Regions from separate parts of the Sus scrofa genome. Here region 2 is linked to region 1. Evidence: chromatin contacts called from public promoter capture Hi-C data. All regions are on one chromosome and are shown on one strand. Each heading gives the region's core, a stretch centred on a gene start, on an enhancer-like site or on the middle of the called end of the contact. The rest is flanking DNA. Distances are from core to core; before and after follow the strand shown. Region 1 holds the start of POLR1E (DNA-directed RNA polymerase I subunit RPA49). Region 2 holds the start of TDRD7 (tudor domain-containing protein 7).

Region 1 (7,580 bases), core at 2,329-4,828:
ATTCTCTGCACGGGGAGAGAAAGGAGGGAAGGGATGAGGGGGTGGGGGTGGGGGAGCTACCAGCTGCTTCTGGTGTCTGATCACATTTGGGCTCACTGCTGCAGAGAGAAACTCTGGGGCTAGAAGGAAGTAGACTTACACTAGCATTTCCTGCACGGACCAATTCTAGGGAGGCAAAGACAAGTAAAAACTTGGTAAAAATGAGAATATCGGTTTAAACTAGACAATCTCTTAAAGGGATGATAAAAAGTTCAAAGTTTCAAGCATATGCACATTTTCTTTTTTTTTTTTTTTTTTGGCTCTTTCTAGGGCTGCACCTGCATCGTATGGTGGTTCCCAGGCTAGGGGTCTCATCAGAGCTGTTGCTGCCGGCCAGCGCCACAGCCACAGCAAAGCCTCAAGCATATACACATTAATCTGACTTCTGTCAGAGCAGTCTGGAGGCGCTCTGAAAGGGCCTTGTTTGTGGTTTAGGGATGCATACTTTCACAGGGACACTGCCTGCATGCCAACCCCTTAGGTACAGACCATTCAGGCTGGAAAATCTTCATAGTGCTGAAGGGAGGACTAGAGGTCAGTAAAGGGCAGAGTTGCCCAAAGTCAGTCAATCTTTCCAGAGTCAGAGAGAAATCCTGGCGCCTTGGACAGCACCAAATCCTTTTCTTACAGTTAGTACCAAGGCAGACTTCCAGTAAGCTTTGGCCTATTGATCACACATTCCAATTAATGAAGACTGCTGCCTTCTGTGAACAAGATGCTTAAAAACAAAAGACTATTATAAGTTAACGATGTGGTGAAAATTAATGAAGGTGATCAAAAAGTATAAACTTCTGGTTGAAAAAATTTTGTAATTAAGTATGGATGTTAGCTAGACTTACCATGTTGCCATTTTGCAATATGTACATATATTGAATCATTGTTATACACCTGAAACCAATGTCATATGTCAATTAGCTCTCAGTTAAAAAAACTCATCAAGATTGTAAATAAATGAGATTTTTAGGAAATTAAACAAATCTAAGTCACTTTTCATTTTCAGGAATGTCTACATGCTGGTGTGAAGGCCACTGGGTCTGGGAACACAGAAACTTGAGAAACCTCTCTAGATTTCCCCCATTGCCCCTAAAATAAAGGCAGAGAAGAGCAGTGCCAGGGCTGCCGCCACCACCCTCTACTCCCCGCAATCCCTTTACCCTGTCCCTACCTGCAGAGAGTGTTGCATTTGAGGGCTCCAGTCCCAAAATTGTTTCCCACATAGGAAAGTCTGTCTGTTTCAGCTGCCTAAAATGGAGAGGGGGAAAGTTCCATTACAACCAATGCTGAAAGATAATAAATATCTTGACTTCCCACAGCTGAGCAACCTCAGATACAGAAGCTTTAGACTCCAAACCACAGTAGATTAGAACAGGGAGAGCCTCTTTGAGATGATCCAGCTCCACTATCTTTAAGTGAATTTTGGGTGTCCCTGGGGAAAAAGCAAAAGGATTTTTGAAAGGGAAGCCCCAGGTATTGCTGGCTTCCAGCTAGGCCAGAAAGTTCTTGGTGGAGCTTGGGAGAGTAGCTGAGCACGTAGAGGCATGCAACAAAATGATCCTGCAGGCAACCCCAAAGTCTAACCCCTTCTTGAACCTCTTTGCCACCTCTTCCATGACTGTTCCTTACATGCTCCCAGGACCATGGAAATGGCTAATATACTCCTCAATCATAGCCAAGTTTTCCTGCTTCCCCATGTTTGTCCTTGGTGTCCTCTTCACTTGGAATATTAGCCTCAGCTGTCAAACCTTCCTCCATCCTTCAGGGCTCCAATGCATCCTGCCACAAGAAGGCATTCTGGCAAGCAGAGCGCACTTTGCCCTGCTCTGTACCCTCCCTCCCTGGAATCCTGAACTTTGTCTCCTTATGTGTAAGTGTCCCCTACATCCAGTTCTCACTTCTCTAGATCAGTGGTTCTCAACCCAGGGAAATACCCCTATGGGGACATCTGGGAATGTCTGACATGCTATTGTCACAACGAGGAGGTGCTAGGTATATTTGGGTAGAGACCAGGGAAGCTGCTAAACACCAGGGATGTGCAGAACAGTCCCCACAACAAAGAATTATCTGGGTCAGAAGGTCAGTCGTGCTGAGATTGAGAAATGCTGCTCTAGATTATGAGCTCCCTCCGGGTGGGGCCATGTCTGACTTAGTTGTCTCCCTAGCTGCTTACGGCCCAGAGCCACAGTGGGGGTTCAATAGATGGTTGCTGAATGAACAAATGAATAAAGGGCTATCATTTCACCATAAGTGTGAAACTGAATGGAGCCTGCTCCCACACACCAGCCTGCTGGGGCTCAAAGTTCTTTAAGGCTAATCTGCTATCCCCTGCTTTTCTCCTCTCACTCCCTTCCACACCCAAGGGGCCTCCTGAAGCCTGCAGAGTGGAGAAAACAAGCTACTGCAGCACTTACCAGGATCCGCTGACTCCTCTTCCTGGGGTTTGTGGAATCATTGCTCTTGTACAAGGTGAAGCGCATGTTGCCTGGATTCTGCAGCTTCCCATTGGAGAACTGGACTGTAAGATTGTAGCCCAGGAATGACATGAGAGCAGAAGGACCAAGAGAGTATGATGCAGAGGAAACAGACAGTCAATGAGAGGGAGTGACTGAAGGAATGGGGATGGCAAAGAGGCCCAGGTCCTGGCCCAAAGGAGGTTTTTTTTTGTTTTTTGTTTGTTTTTTGTCTTTTCTGGGGCCAAATTCGCGGCATATGGAGGTTTCCAGGCTAGGGGTCTAATCAGAGCAGTAGCCACCGGCCTACGCCAGAACCACAGCAATGCGGGATCCGACCACCACCACAGCTCACGTCAACGCCGGATCCTTAACCCAATGAGCAAGGCCAGGAATCAAACCCGCAACCTCATGGTTCCTAGTCGGATTCGTTAACCACTGAGCCATGATGGGAACTCCCCAAAGGAGGGCTTAAGGAGATCCGGATCCAGGTGGGAAGAGGATGGGGAGGGGATGGGAAGGTAAGGGGAGGCCTGAGGAGAGAGGGGCTTCGACGGGAGGGAATAACTAGGGGAAATGGGACTAACTGACGAGGCCTGGACCAGACCTAAAAAGATAAAGAAAAATTCTGCCCAATGGAGGAAAGTAAATGGAGCAGGTTTGAGACTTGATGGGTGAGGAGATGACCGGGTCTAGAGTACTGGGAAGGGGTAACTGGTAAGGCCTCATTCAGCGGGAAGGTGGTGACAGAAACGCGGTGAGATGACAGAGGAACCCTGGCCGAGCCCTAAGTAGCAGTAGAGCCTGGAAGGGATCTGGCCCAGCTGAGAAGGGGGACGGACCAGTAAGGGAAGACGAGGGCTGTAGATACCGAGACAGAAAGGGAGGAAGTTACAGGGAGCTCTGCTCCGGCTCCGCAGTCCTTACCCAGTAAAGCTCTCTGGCTCTCTTCGGGGTCTCCACAGTACAGCCACCTTGCACTCGGCAACACCTCCGCCGCCATCTCGCCCTTCTACCGCCAAGCACAGGAGTTAAGACAACTGCGTCCGCTAGGTACACGCGGGTGGAAAAAAAAAAAAAAAAAAGGCAGGGCGGAAGAGGCGTGGCCTCTCCGGGCACCGCCCTGCGCACGCAGAGATGCGTGGCTCCGCCCCCATCAGGCCCGGCCCCTAAGCGCTGTCTCGCTGAGCTCTGAGGCGGGCCATCCCCTCTCACTCTTCGCCCGCCCCTCCGCGTGGAGAGGCGGGGTCTCTGCGCTCCCTATGCCCCGCTCCTTCCTCCGCAGCAAGGCGCAACACGTGATTGGCCCAGCACTCGGCCTGCTCTTTACAGGTCGTGTGCCGCTAGGGAGCACACTACCTTCAGGTCTTGCTTTAGCGCATAGACGGGTTTCTTCGCGGCTGAGTCTAGGTAGGGTATGGTCTATCTCTACCACCGAGGCAAATAAGTCTTACTGACGCCTGAAAGTCCAAGTTCAAATTTAGAATTTTTCGATAGGCAATCCTTGCACGCTAACTAAATGTGGCGACTGGCGGAGACCGGCCGCTTTCCAGGACCTCCATCCACACACCTGGATATCAATCCTTAAGCCCAAACGTGATCCACAATCCTGTAAACAGTAACATGACCTCATCTTCTCGGACCTTGGCACAGTACCACCTGTGGTTCAATCAACTCTGAGAGTATGGACCAGTGGGAGAGGCCCAGCAGACTCAAAGCTTCTGGGGTGGACAAGAAGGGGGAACCAGAAGGCATGGTCCTTTGTCCCCGCGGATTCAACCCTCCCTACCGCATGGGGAGTTATTAGGCAAAAAGGAGGATTAAAGCAGATCTTTCAGCATGGGCCCAGGCTAGGACCCGTTTTTCTCAGTCAAAGGAGGGTACTGTTGAAGGGAAAGAACCAGGTTGACTCATCTGTGTTTTCCAAATTGCCTTCTTTTGAGACTTCCCCTCCCCCTGCACGTACTTCCAAGATGATCTAAAAAACATTAACACCTGGGAGTTCCCTTCGTGGCGCAGTGGTTAACGAATCCGACTAGGAACCATGAGGTTGCGGGTTCCGTCCCTGCCCTTGCTCAGTGGGTTAAGGATCCGGCGTTGCCGTGAGCTGTGATGTAGGTTGCAGACGCGGCTCGGATCCCGCGTTGCTGTGGCTCTGGCGTAGGCCGGTGGCTACAACTCCGATTAGACCCCTAGCCTGGGAACCTTCATATGCCACTGGAGCGGCCCAAGAAACGGCAAAAAGACAAAAAAAAAAAAAAAAAAAAGATAACACCTGAGCTCTCCTTTTTCTGAGCAAGTCTTTTCTAATTACCAAATCTCAACTTACAGAAAAATTGCAAGTACAGTGCAAAGAAATTTTCTGGCCCTGAACTTTTTAGAGTAAGTTATCAACCTGATGCCCCATCACACCTGAAGACCATGTATAGTATTTCCTACAGACAAAAACGATCCCTAAATGGCTACACTACAGCCATAAAAATCAGGAAATTAACATTGCTACATTACTACCATATACTCATCATTTCCCACTTCAGTTCATCAGCTCTTCTGGTAATGTCTTTATAACAGAAGATCTTGTCCAGAATCACATATTGCATTTAGCTGGCATAGCTCTGTAGTCTCCTTCCACCAAAAACAGTTTCTTACTCTGACTTTGAATTTTAAAGTTCACAGGCCAGTTATTTTGAATGTCCTTCAATCTGTTTGTCTAATGTTTCTCTAATGTTTCCAAGTGATTAGCTTCAGGTTATGCATCTTTGGCAGAAATTTTACAAATATGATACTGTTCTTCTCATTGTGTTATGTCAGGTGATGTACAATTCGATTTGTCCCATCACAGGTTACAGTAACTTTGATCACTTAACTAATGTGGAATCAGCCATGTTTCTCCACAGTAAAGTTATTCTTTTCCCTTTGTAATTAATAAGTATATTGTGGGCAATTTTTTTTTACTATAGACTAAGTAAATATCCTGTTCACCTTTCAATTATTCATTTATTTACTTACAAATATCAGTATGGATTTGTGGATTCTTATTTTATTCAGTAGATTGGAATCTGCTACTGTCATTTAGTTTCATGGCCAAATTTTCCCAGATTGGGCCAGTGGGAACCCCATAAGCTGGTTAGTGTCCTTTTAACATGTTCACATTATTTTTTTTGAACATGTCCTTGCTCTCTGGCCACGGTTTCAATTCATCTTGTACTTTCCCTGCCCCAGCCCAAAATCACTCATTTCTCCAAGGAGTTCTGGTTTCTTCTGGTCAGAAATGATACTTAGAAACCAGGATCTATGTCTGCTTTTGGGACGTCACTCCTCCCAGGCCTGAATTAGTGAATATATGTATCTAAACACAATTTTACAACTAAAAGTGCTTTTTTTCTTTTTTGGGCCTCACCTGTAGCATATGGAATTTCCTGGGCCAGAGCTTGAAACTGAGCTGCATCTGTGACTTATCCCATAGCTGCAGCAATGCCAGATCCTTAGCCACTGAGCTGGGTCGGGGATAGAACTGTCAATGCCACAGAGACAAGCTGGATCATCAATCTACTGTACCACAGCGGGAACTCCCAATTTATTTCTAAATCTATGTATATATTAGAGACCATAAGTCAACAGTGACCTCTAATTCCCATCCAGCATGGGAAGGTTTCATTCTGCTTTCTTCCCTCCCATATTTGTAACTTCCTTCTTTGACAGTGAGAAACTTGGTTCCAGTTAGCCTTCATCTTTTTACTTATTCGATCAGTAGCCCTGTAAGTACCACATCTTCCATCACCACCACCACCCAACATGAAGGCCCTTCCTATCCCATTCAGGTTCCCACCTCCTACCTCCGTTTTTGTTTTTAGTTTTTTGGTTTTTTGTTTTTTGTTTTTTGTTTTTTTAGGGCCGTACCCGCGGTATATGGAGGTTCCCAGGCTAGGGCTCGAATCAAAGCTACAGCTGCCAGTCTACCCTACAGCCACAGCAACACAGAATCCAAGCTGCGTCTTTGACCTACACCACAGCTCATAGCAACGCCGAATCCTTAACCCACTGAGCAAGGCCAGGGATCAAACCCACAACGTCATGGTTCCTAGTCGGATTTGTTTCCTCTGTGCCATGATGGGAGCTCCCAGGCTCCCACCTTTAACCACCAAGCCTGGGGCCCCTGCAAGGTGCTGTATTAATTAGGGTTTTCCAGAGAAACAGAACCAGAGAGAGAGTAAGAAACAGAGATACAGAGAGAGACACACAGAAAGAGATTGATTGTTATGAGGAATTGGCTCATAGGATTATGGAGGCTGAACAGTTTGACAATCTGCCATCAGTAAACTGGCAGGAAAGCTGGCGATATAGTTTGAAGGCTGGAGAACAAGGAATGCTGACCATGCAACTGCAAGACTGAGGGCCAGAGAAAATGAGATCTCAGGTCACAGATGTGGCAAGAAAAAAAAATGGACAAATTCTGTTTTCCTCCACTTTGTGTTCTGTTAAGGCCCTCAGTTGATTGGCTAATGCCCACCCAATTTGGGGAAGACAATCTACTTGAGAGACCACTGATTAAAATGTTAATCTCATCTGGAAGCACCCTCACAGACACATCCGGAAGTACCCTTCAATCTGGGCACCTGAAGCCAGTCAGGTTGACTCATAAAATTGACTATCACAGTTTGGAAATTCAGAGACCTCTGAAATTCTCTCTTAGCATTATATTTCAGAGGAGAAAAACTTAATTTTTTGGTAAGTATAAGGAATTGGAGGGTTAGGAGGAGGGGCAGGCAGAGTCCTTCTTTCCTGGGGTAATATCTCCATCTGCTGGCGTTTCAGGGTATCACTAGCAAAGACCTGAACAGGGCAGGTCAGATTCCCTAAATGTGTTTGTTGTAACATACTGATCTCTCAAAACTGTTTCTTCTGCCTCTCTGCCTTCCTTGTCTATTCCTGTCTCTCTTTTTCTATGTTTGCCTCACTCTCCTGTTCTTCCTTTCCTGTCCTTCATGTCCCTGATGCCTGATGCAGACTCTGCTTGCTTATCCATAGAGAGACATGAAATGACTCATTCCTTCTAAGGGAGACCTTTTCATCTTGGACAGATTTTTCCTGACA
Region 2 (7,580 bases), core at 2,315-4,814, 1.1 Mb before region 1:
AGCTTCCTCCCTCCTGAGGCCCAGAGACCTTTAGCCAAGCTGATCTCCCTCCCATCTGTGCTCTCTCCGCTCAGCTTCTCTTTTCTCAACTATTTCCAGCTGCATTATTTGGCTCATCTTCCCCATTGCACTTTTCGTGTTATAAATTCGATTTGAAGAGTGGCACTAAAAGCCCAAATAAATCGGAAGAATTGTTAGGGTAAACTGAAATCACCATGCAATCTCTCTTACCTTCTTTAGTCAGCTACTCAATTTTTATTATTCCCTTAAGGCACATACTTCTGGTAAATGGCTGCCCTTCTCCATGCAGACACTATCTGTAGCACTAAGCCAGGCCCCTAAAACCCAGAATGTCTGTGCTGAAAAGATTTTAGGCATCCTCCAGTCTATCCCAAATCCCTCATTACAAAAAATCAATAAACTGAGCCTCAGAGAGGTAAAGTTTTGGTGATTTCTCACCTTGCAACAGTTTAATATATTATCTTTTCTTTCCAACTGTAGTCTATTTGTTACACCTGAATTATTCCTTTATCAATTCTTCTTAAAAAGAAAGATAGTTATTAATGCCCTCGGGTAGTGATATTCTCCCTCAGGGTAACTTCAGAGAGCTGTTTCCTATTCTTTTTTTTTTTTTTTTTTTGTCTTTTTGCCATTTCTTGGGCCGCTCCCAAGGCATATGGAAGTTCCCAGGCTAGGGTCTAATCGGAGCTATAGCCAACGGCCTCTGCCAAAGCCACAGCAACTCGGGATCCGAGCCGCTTCTGCAACCTACACCACAGCTCACGGCAACGCCGGATCCTTAACCCACTGAGCAAGGCCAGGGGTCAAACCCGCAACCTCATGGTTCCTAGTCGGATTCATTAACCACTAAGCCACGACGGGAACTCCTTCCTTTTTTTTATTATTGTAATTTCAACCTCCAAATTATACATGCATTACTAATTACACAGTATGAATAAATAAGGGCTTTCCATAAATCTACAGGCCAGAGGAAAAAACCCTGAGATCGTAAGTGGCTTAGTTAGGAGTTTGGGTCTTAATGCCAGTTCTGATTCTAATTAGGTGTGACTCTGAGCAAGTCTCTAAGTCACTTTTTTCATATGGAAGAAAAAGAGGATGGACAAGATCCACAGTTTCCAACTTTCCCTGGTTTTCCTTCAAGGGCAAAATAGGGTCCAAAGATCTGATGGAAATCATGGGTGTGCTTCCTGTTGACAAAGCAGCAGAGCTAAAATACTGAGTTTACTCTGGGGTCACGTTGAGTGTCTTGTGCCGATCAGAAGCATTAACTGCCATACATCCTCACACATATTTTCAGTTAAAAATGACAAACTGCCTTTAAATTGTTTGTATAAAAGGCAATATTTTGTAAAAAACTGGCCCAATAGGGGAAATAATGAAAAGAATGAAGCTTCTAAAAACACAAAGGCAGGAGCAGGGAGGAGAAAGGTAGTTTTCCATCAAGAAAGAAAAAAACCAATTCACATAGATATGAAATGAGATTTCACTCCAAGCACCAAGGAACCTCTGTCCGTTTTGTATGTATCTGCTGACCCTGAAGCTTTGCCCAGAAGCAAAGCATTCATTCTATGTCAAATCTCGGTTCTCAGAAATAGCACTTGCTCACAGAGTCAGCACTTAAGAGTTGGATTCTATTTTTCCTTTACATTCATATGAAGTCTCTAACTAGACTGTACTGCACTGAGAACTTAAAGAGACATCCTTCAAAGAGTTAAATCTCTAGGTACAAAATACAATAGTTCATTCAGCCATGTTCAACTAGGACACTTAAAAGGGCATTAGCAGGGATTACATTTCATTTCCAATCTACAGGGGCTGTAATCTGAAGGCACCACCAAGTGCTACTTCACAGTCTCACTATGTTTCTCTAGCACACAGGGAGGCTGTGGGCTGGCAAAGGGCCCTGGACGGGAGGCACAGGGGATGTAGGTTCTACCCCGGTTGGCTCCACAGCCATTTCCCGCACCAGCACAGTTCATGATGCTCCCTGAATGGCAGTTGAGTGAACGTGCAGAAACCTCCACCATGGTCCAATTTATATGATAGACAGAACTTAAAGTTATGTCCCTGCCTCCAAGAGAGTGAAACACAATTATGTAAAATATGGGAAGTCTGGTGGAAGGAAAAGAGTTAACACTTCTTTATTACTATGAGTCAAAGGGACTACAGTAGTTATTTCACAAAAGCCTTGCAAAGTTAAGTATTTCCAATTGATAAACAGAAAGCCAGGCTCAAAAACACTATGTAATTTGTTCAATTTACACAATTACGAAGTGGAGAAGCCCAGAAGCCAAGTCTGCAAAGCTCCCACTATGCACAGTATGCAACACCAGCACATCAAAGCAGATGGGGAATAGGGACTTGGGTCTAATTTTCACTTCGGTCATTAAATTGTCATCTATCACAAGGCAGGGCACTTTTCAGCAAATTTTCCACCTGCACGAAAGTGGGGAAGGAGGGATGACCCAGATCAGTGGTATTTTTGTTTTCGTTTTGTAGGGTGGCTTTCGGGAATCTTTGGGGCCAAGACGTTTTCTAACATCGCTGTTTCCCTTTCCAGTTCTTTGAAATTGTTTGGGAGTGAGTGGTGCCCTTGGTTATGTATGGAAATGTACTGCACCTACCCCCTCAAGGAGATCTGAGCAGAACAGTCATGCGGGCTCCGAGCCCTTAAACTGAGGCTGAGAACCTGACCCTGTTGGGGGTTCTGGCGAAAGTAAAGAGACAACTCACTCTTGGATTCATATTTCCCTCCTTACTTGGTGCTCTGTACCCACCAGGTGCTCGCGGTTTAAGAGAAGCGGATAGTTATTTGTGTCCTACATTACTTAAGCGGCTTGCAGGGCTGGTCTGTAAAGAGAGGTCCGTGCCTTTAAGGAACTTAAAGTTCACGGTGTAAAATACGGGAGTTCAATAGCCAGGGGGCCCGGCTATCCCTTGCTCCAAGCGGGCGGCTGGGGGCCCCTGCGCCGGTACCAGGAACCACTTCCTGGTCATCATCTCCCGCCCCCTGTCCACACCCCCCTGCTGCATTTCCCCACTGCACTGAGTTTCCCAGGCGTCAGGGGTCCGTCCGACTCCCCAGGGGTGAACGCCCAGACAGCCCCGAGCGGTCGGGGGAGGGGTCCCATCAAAGATTTACAACACAACGCTCTGGAACTCCAACTCCCTGGAGCCCAGCCCGCTTTCCTGGGTGGAGACCGGGGCATCCTCTGCGGCTGCAGGGAAGAGGCCCGGGGTCCATTCGAGTCCCGCTCGGGCCACTGTTCCGCTAGCGACCCAGGTGCGTTGTGCCAGCCTGAAACCTCGCCAAACCTCGCCCGGCACCTGTCGTTTCTGCAGCCGGCGGGACCTGCGCTCACCTCGTTCTGGGGGCCTGCGGCCCGTCCCCGCGCCTCTGGGCCCGGCTCTCGCCGCCGTCTCCGCCAGGGCCACAGCCGCAGCCACCGCCCACTTTCGGTTTCCCCAGCACGGCCGGAGCCGCCGCTGCCGCCGCCGCCGCCGCCGCGGCTCGGGAATCACCTCAAGCCCCCGCCCCGCCCTGCTCGGCCCCGCCCCGCTCCGCCCCTCCCCGAGGGCAGCCCGGCTTCGGCTCTGCGCACGCGCGGGCACCCCGGCCGCGTCCGCCCACGCCGGCGTCCGCGCGTGGGAAGGGAAACCGACGCCGCCTAGCGGTTTCTGCGCGTGCCCACGCACGGGCCGTCGGCGGAAGACGACGGCAGGGCGGGCGCAGGAGCGCCTCCACGTGGACGATGCAAGAACGGGCGGGCCGGGAAGACCCGGGACCCAGCCCACTTCACCAGCACATGTGTGCGCCTGCTATTGCATTCGCGTACCCGTCAGATGTCTCATTCAGCTCTCGCTCAGTCTTTTCTTCGTTTCTGGGGCAGTTACTTTTTATTCTCTCAGACACCCACCTGGTCCGCTCATTTCCTTTCGGTCTTTTCTCAAGGGTTACCCTTTCGAGGAGGAGCCACCTTCTCAAAAATGTCTTCTCCTTCGCTAACATTCCCTGTCCCAACGCCTTCTCACCTTTCTCTCTCCTTAGCACCCGGGTAGCACACTCTATGTGTTTTACTTACCTTTTCGTTGTCTACTGTCCTCCTCAGATTAAAACTCTATGAGCTCAGGGATCTTTGTTTTGTTCCGTAATCTATTCCCAGAACCAAGAATAGTCCCTGGCACAGGGTAGGCTGACATAAACATTTCTCAAATTCATTTATTCATTCATTTGTTATAAAATTACTGAACACCTAGTATTCACTTTTTTTTCTGCACATTAATTCTACCAACATTTATTGGGCATATTGGTTTGTATTCCTTAAACCAACTATAAACACTTTGCTGCATTCATTCTATATGCCTTTACTGAGGGCCTACTATTTATTCAAACAGTATTTTTTACAGCTTTATTAAAGTATAATTGACATGCTACCCATGTTTAAAATGTACACTATGATGTTTTGACATGTGTATACAGCTGTGAAACTAGCACTGCTGTAAAAATAATGAACATATCTGTCTCCCCAAAAGAGTTTTCTCATGCACGTTTATAATCCTCACCTCATGTGCCTCTGTCCCTTGCCTTATCAACTGCAGCTTTGTTTTCTGTAGCTATAGATTAGTTTGTTTTTTCTAGAATTTTATATAAACAGAATCATATATGTGCTGTCTTTTTTGGGGGGGGGGGAATCCAGCCTCTTTCACTCAGCAGAAGCATGTTGAGATTCATCCATATTGCTGTGTGCACCAAGAGTTCAAGTCTTTTCATTTCTGAGTAGTATTCCATTGTATGGGTGTATGAAACCTACCATATGACCCAGCTATTCCATTCCCAGCATTTACCCAAGGGAAATGAAAACATACGTCCACATAATGACCTGGACAAGAATATTCATAGCAGTTTTGTTTGTAACAGCCAAACAGGAGAATAACACAGACCTCCATCAGTAGGCGAATGGACATTTGTATATTTGTACATACAACTACCCTGTACAGAACAACTGCTATTAATAGAGTGCCTACTATGTTAAGGCACAAGCCTGTGCTTGAGGAGCTTTAGATTCAGTGAAAAGAGGTAGTGGGCAATGAAGATGGAGATTGGAAACAGACTCTGGAAGGCCTGATAGCCATGCTTAGGAGTTTGGGCTTTTTTTCAAAGGCAATGGGAAACCGTTCAACGTCTTCTCTGAACACTGCTCTCTTTTTTATGCCCACATCTAGTCCCTGACTAAATCTGCCCAAATGTCTCTCCTTGGCAATTTTTTCATCCCCACTGCTGTATTTCAGTCTATTTCAGATATCTCTTTTCCTTCTCTCCCCTCCATTCTGCTCCAAACACTGCATTGGACTTAATAAACCTAATACACAACCAGATTCAATTTGGACTCTGCAGTGCTCATACATCCCCTGGCTTCACATTTAAGATTGGAAAGATGTAAAAAGCGGCTCCCAATTGAAAGATGGCCGGTTGGAGTAGGAAATTAGGACAAACTCCCAAGTCCAATATGTAAAATAAATCATGAAATGATGTGAGTTGACCCCAAGTCTGAGGCCCTTGCAAAAGGAGTCCATGTTTGGACTGGCCTATCTATAAGGATAAATGATGCTCTGCAGTAAGTTTTTTTAAAAATCAGTTGCATTGATTAATAGTTTACATATAATAAATATTTTAAGTGTACAGGTTAATGAATTTGACAAATGTATTCAATCATGTGTCCACCACCACAATGGAACCATTGAACTAATCCATTGTTTCAAAAAGATCCCTCCTGCCTCTTTACAGTTAATTCCCCCCTACCATCTCCAGCCCCCAGCAACCACTAATCTGATTTCCGTCACCATAGCTTTGCTTTTTTGAAAATGTCACGTGGACAATACGCAGTTCTTTGTATCTGGCTTCTTTCCCTTAGCATGGTGCTTTTGAGAATCTCCAGGTTGTCACGTGTATCAGTAGTATATTCCTTTCCATTGCTGAGTAGTGTGACATCATATATATGGATACGTCATGATTTGTTTATCTATCACATTTGATATACATTTGTGTTGTTTCCAGTTTGGGGCTATTCTGAAAAACTGCTATAACAATCACATGCAGGGCTTTGGTCATATGCTTTTCTTGCATAATGACTTAGGAATAGAATTGGTAGTTGTAGGATAAGTATATGTCTGACTTTAGAAGAAACCGTCAAATTGTTCTCTAAAGTGACTTCATCATTTTGGATTCCCCTTCTTCTTTCTACCTTCTAGCAATGTGTGAGCCTTGCAGTTGTTCCAAATCCCCTCCAATATTTGGAATTATCAGTCTTTTTAGTTTTAGCTATTCCAGTGGATGTATAAAGATATCACAATGAGATTCTAATTTGCATTCCACATACCTAACAACATTGAGCATTTTTTCAAGTGCTTATCGGCCCTTCACGTATGCTCTTGGTGAAGTGTCCATTCTGGAGGTAGATTTTTGGCTAAGACATCAGGAGGTTCTCAGAAGTCCTTGGGTATCTGACACAGCAAGAACAGGCTAGGAAGTTATTTTTATATTCTTTGGGAATGGTCCAAGGCCCAGGGAGTTCAAGAATCTAATTACAACCCCACACCCTGGGTATAATTGGATTTCAGTGGAATTAAGGGACATCAGAGATGACATAAATTGGTTACTACTTAAATGCAATGGTTCTTACCATTTTGTGGGGAAGGAAGTTCAGAATATGAGAGAGCAACACACAGATACAAAATTTGGCATATGATTTCAGAGAGGTTTTGGGGTCCATGAAGTCCCACTACAAACCCACGTTAAACACTTCCTTAGATGAAGGCATATGTTGTGGGGCTGTAAAGTAGAATTTTCAGAATGGAAATTGGGACATGGTTGCTAACTCCCCTTGATGCTAAGTGGTGCTTGCTGAACCAAGAAAAGGAAGAAAGGGCAGGCAGAGATTCAATTGAATCTCACCAGATGGATGTCTTGGTGTCTGCAATACAGCAAAAGAAAGAGACATCTTCATTGTCCCTCTCAGAACCTCTCTGACTTTACAGCTGCCATAGGGAGCTCTTCCATCCTTTGAAATTTAGAGGTGATTTTCAAAACCTCTGGTTGTCCTCATCTCACTTCCCATCTGAAATTGTCTGTTTCTTCTCTATACTGTCTCCAAAAAAAAAAAAAAAAAAAAAAAAAAAAAGACAAACCAAAACTCTCATTTCTATCACTCTATGTACCACCAAATGAGGCCCAGGGAGTTGGCTATGGCATTATCCAGTCTTACCTAATTCCCCTCCTCGGAAATCTTCCTTGAAGCCCCCACCTGAAAGTGATGCCTCCTGGAAGGAGCTGCTGGAGCCCCGTACTTGTCCCTCAGCGTGTTCACAGTGGAGGAGAATGTAGGATGATTCTGTGTCTCATCTCCCTTGTGAATAACTTGAAGAGACCAGATTTTACTCATCTTTTCTCCCTGAGTTATAGTAATAATAATTTTAACTCCTTCTTGAAGCTGAACAACAACATGCTCAGAGTTACGTATGTGAATGAAACACTGCCCCAAAGTCTTTTCTGCTTACATAAA

Evidence for each region. Promoter capture Hi-C pulls out the DNA fragments that hold promoters and counts their contacts.
Region 2: a promoter capture Hi-C map of liver shows a contact between it and region 1, with 3 times the contacts expected there. The contact joins the promoter of TDRD7 here to the promoter of POLR1E in region 1. A contact is called at or near these places in 1 of 5 promoter capture datasets (liver) and 1 of 47 Hi-C or Micro-C datasets (embryonic fibroblasts).

What each region holds. Positions count from the first base shown.
Region 1 is chr1:238,193,657-238,201,236 of Sscrofa11.1, reverse strand. It overlaps POLR1E (DNA-directed RNA polymerase I subunit RPA49), which reads right to left and starts at 3,578. Exons shown (of 12, transcript XM_021066147.1): 1 at 3,414-3,578; 2 at 2,448-2,551; 3 at 1,205-1,281. The coding sequence starts at 3,489.
Region 2 is chr1:239,281,612-239,289,191 of Sscrofa11.1, reverse strand. It overlaps TDRD7 (tudor domain-containing protein 7), which reads right to left and starts at 3,564. Exons shown (of 17, transcript XM_001924680.5): 1 at 3,384-3,564.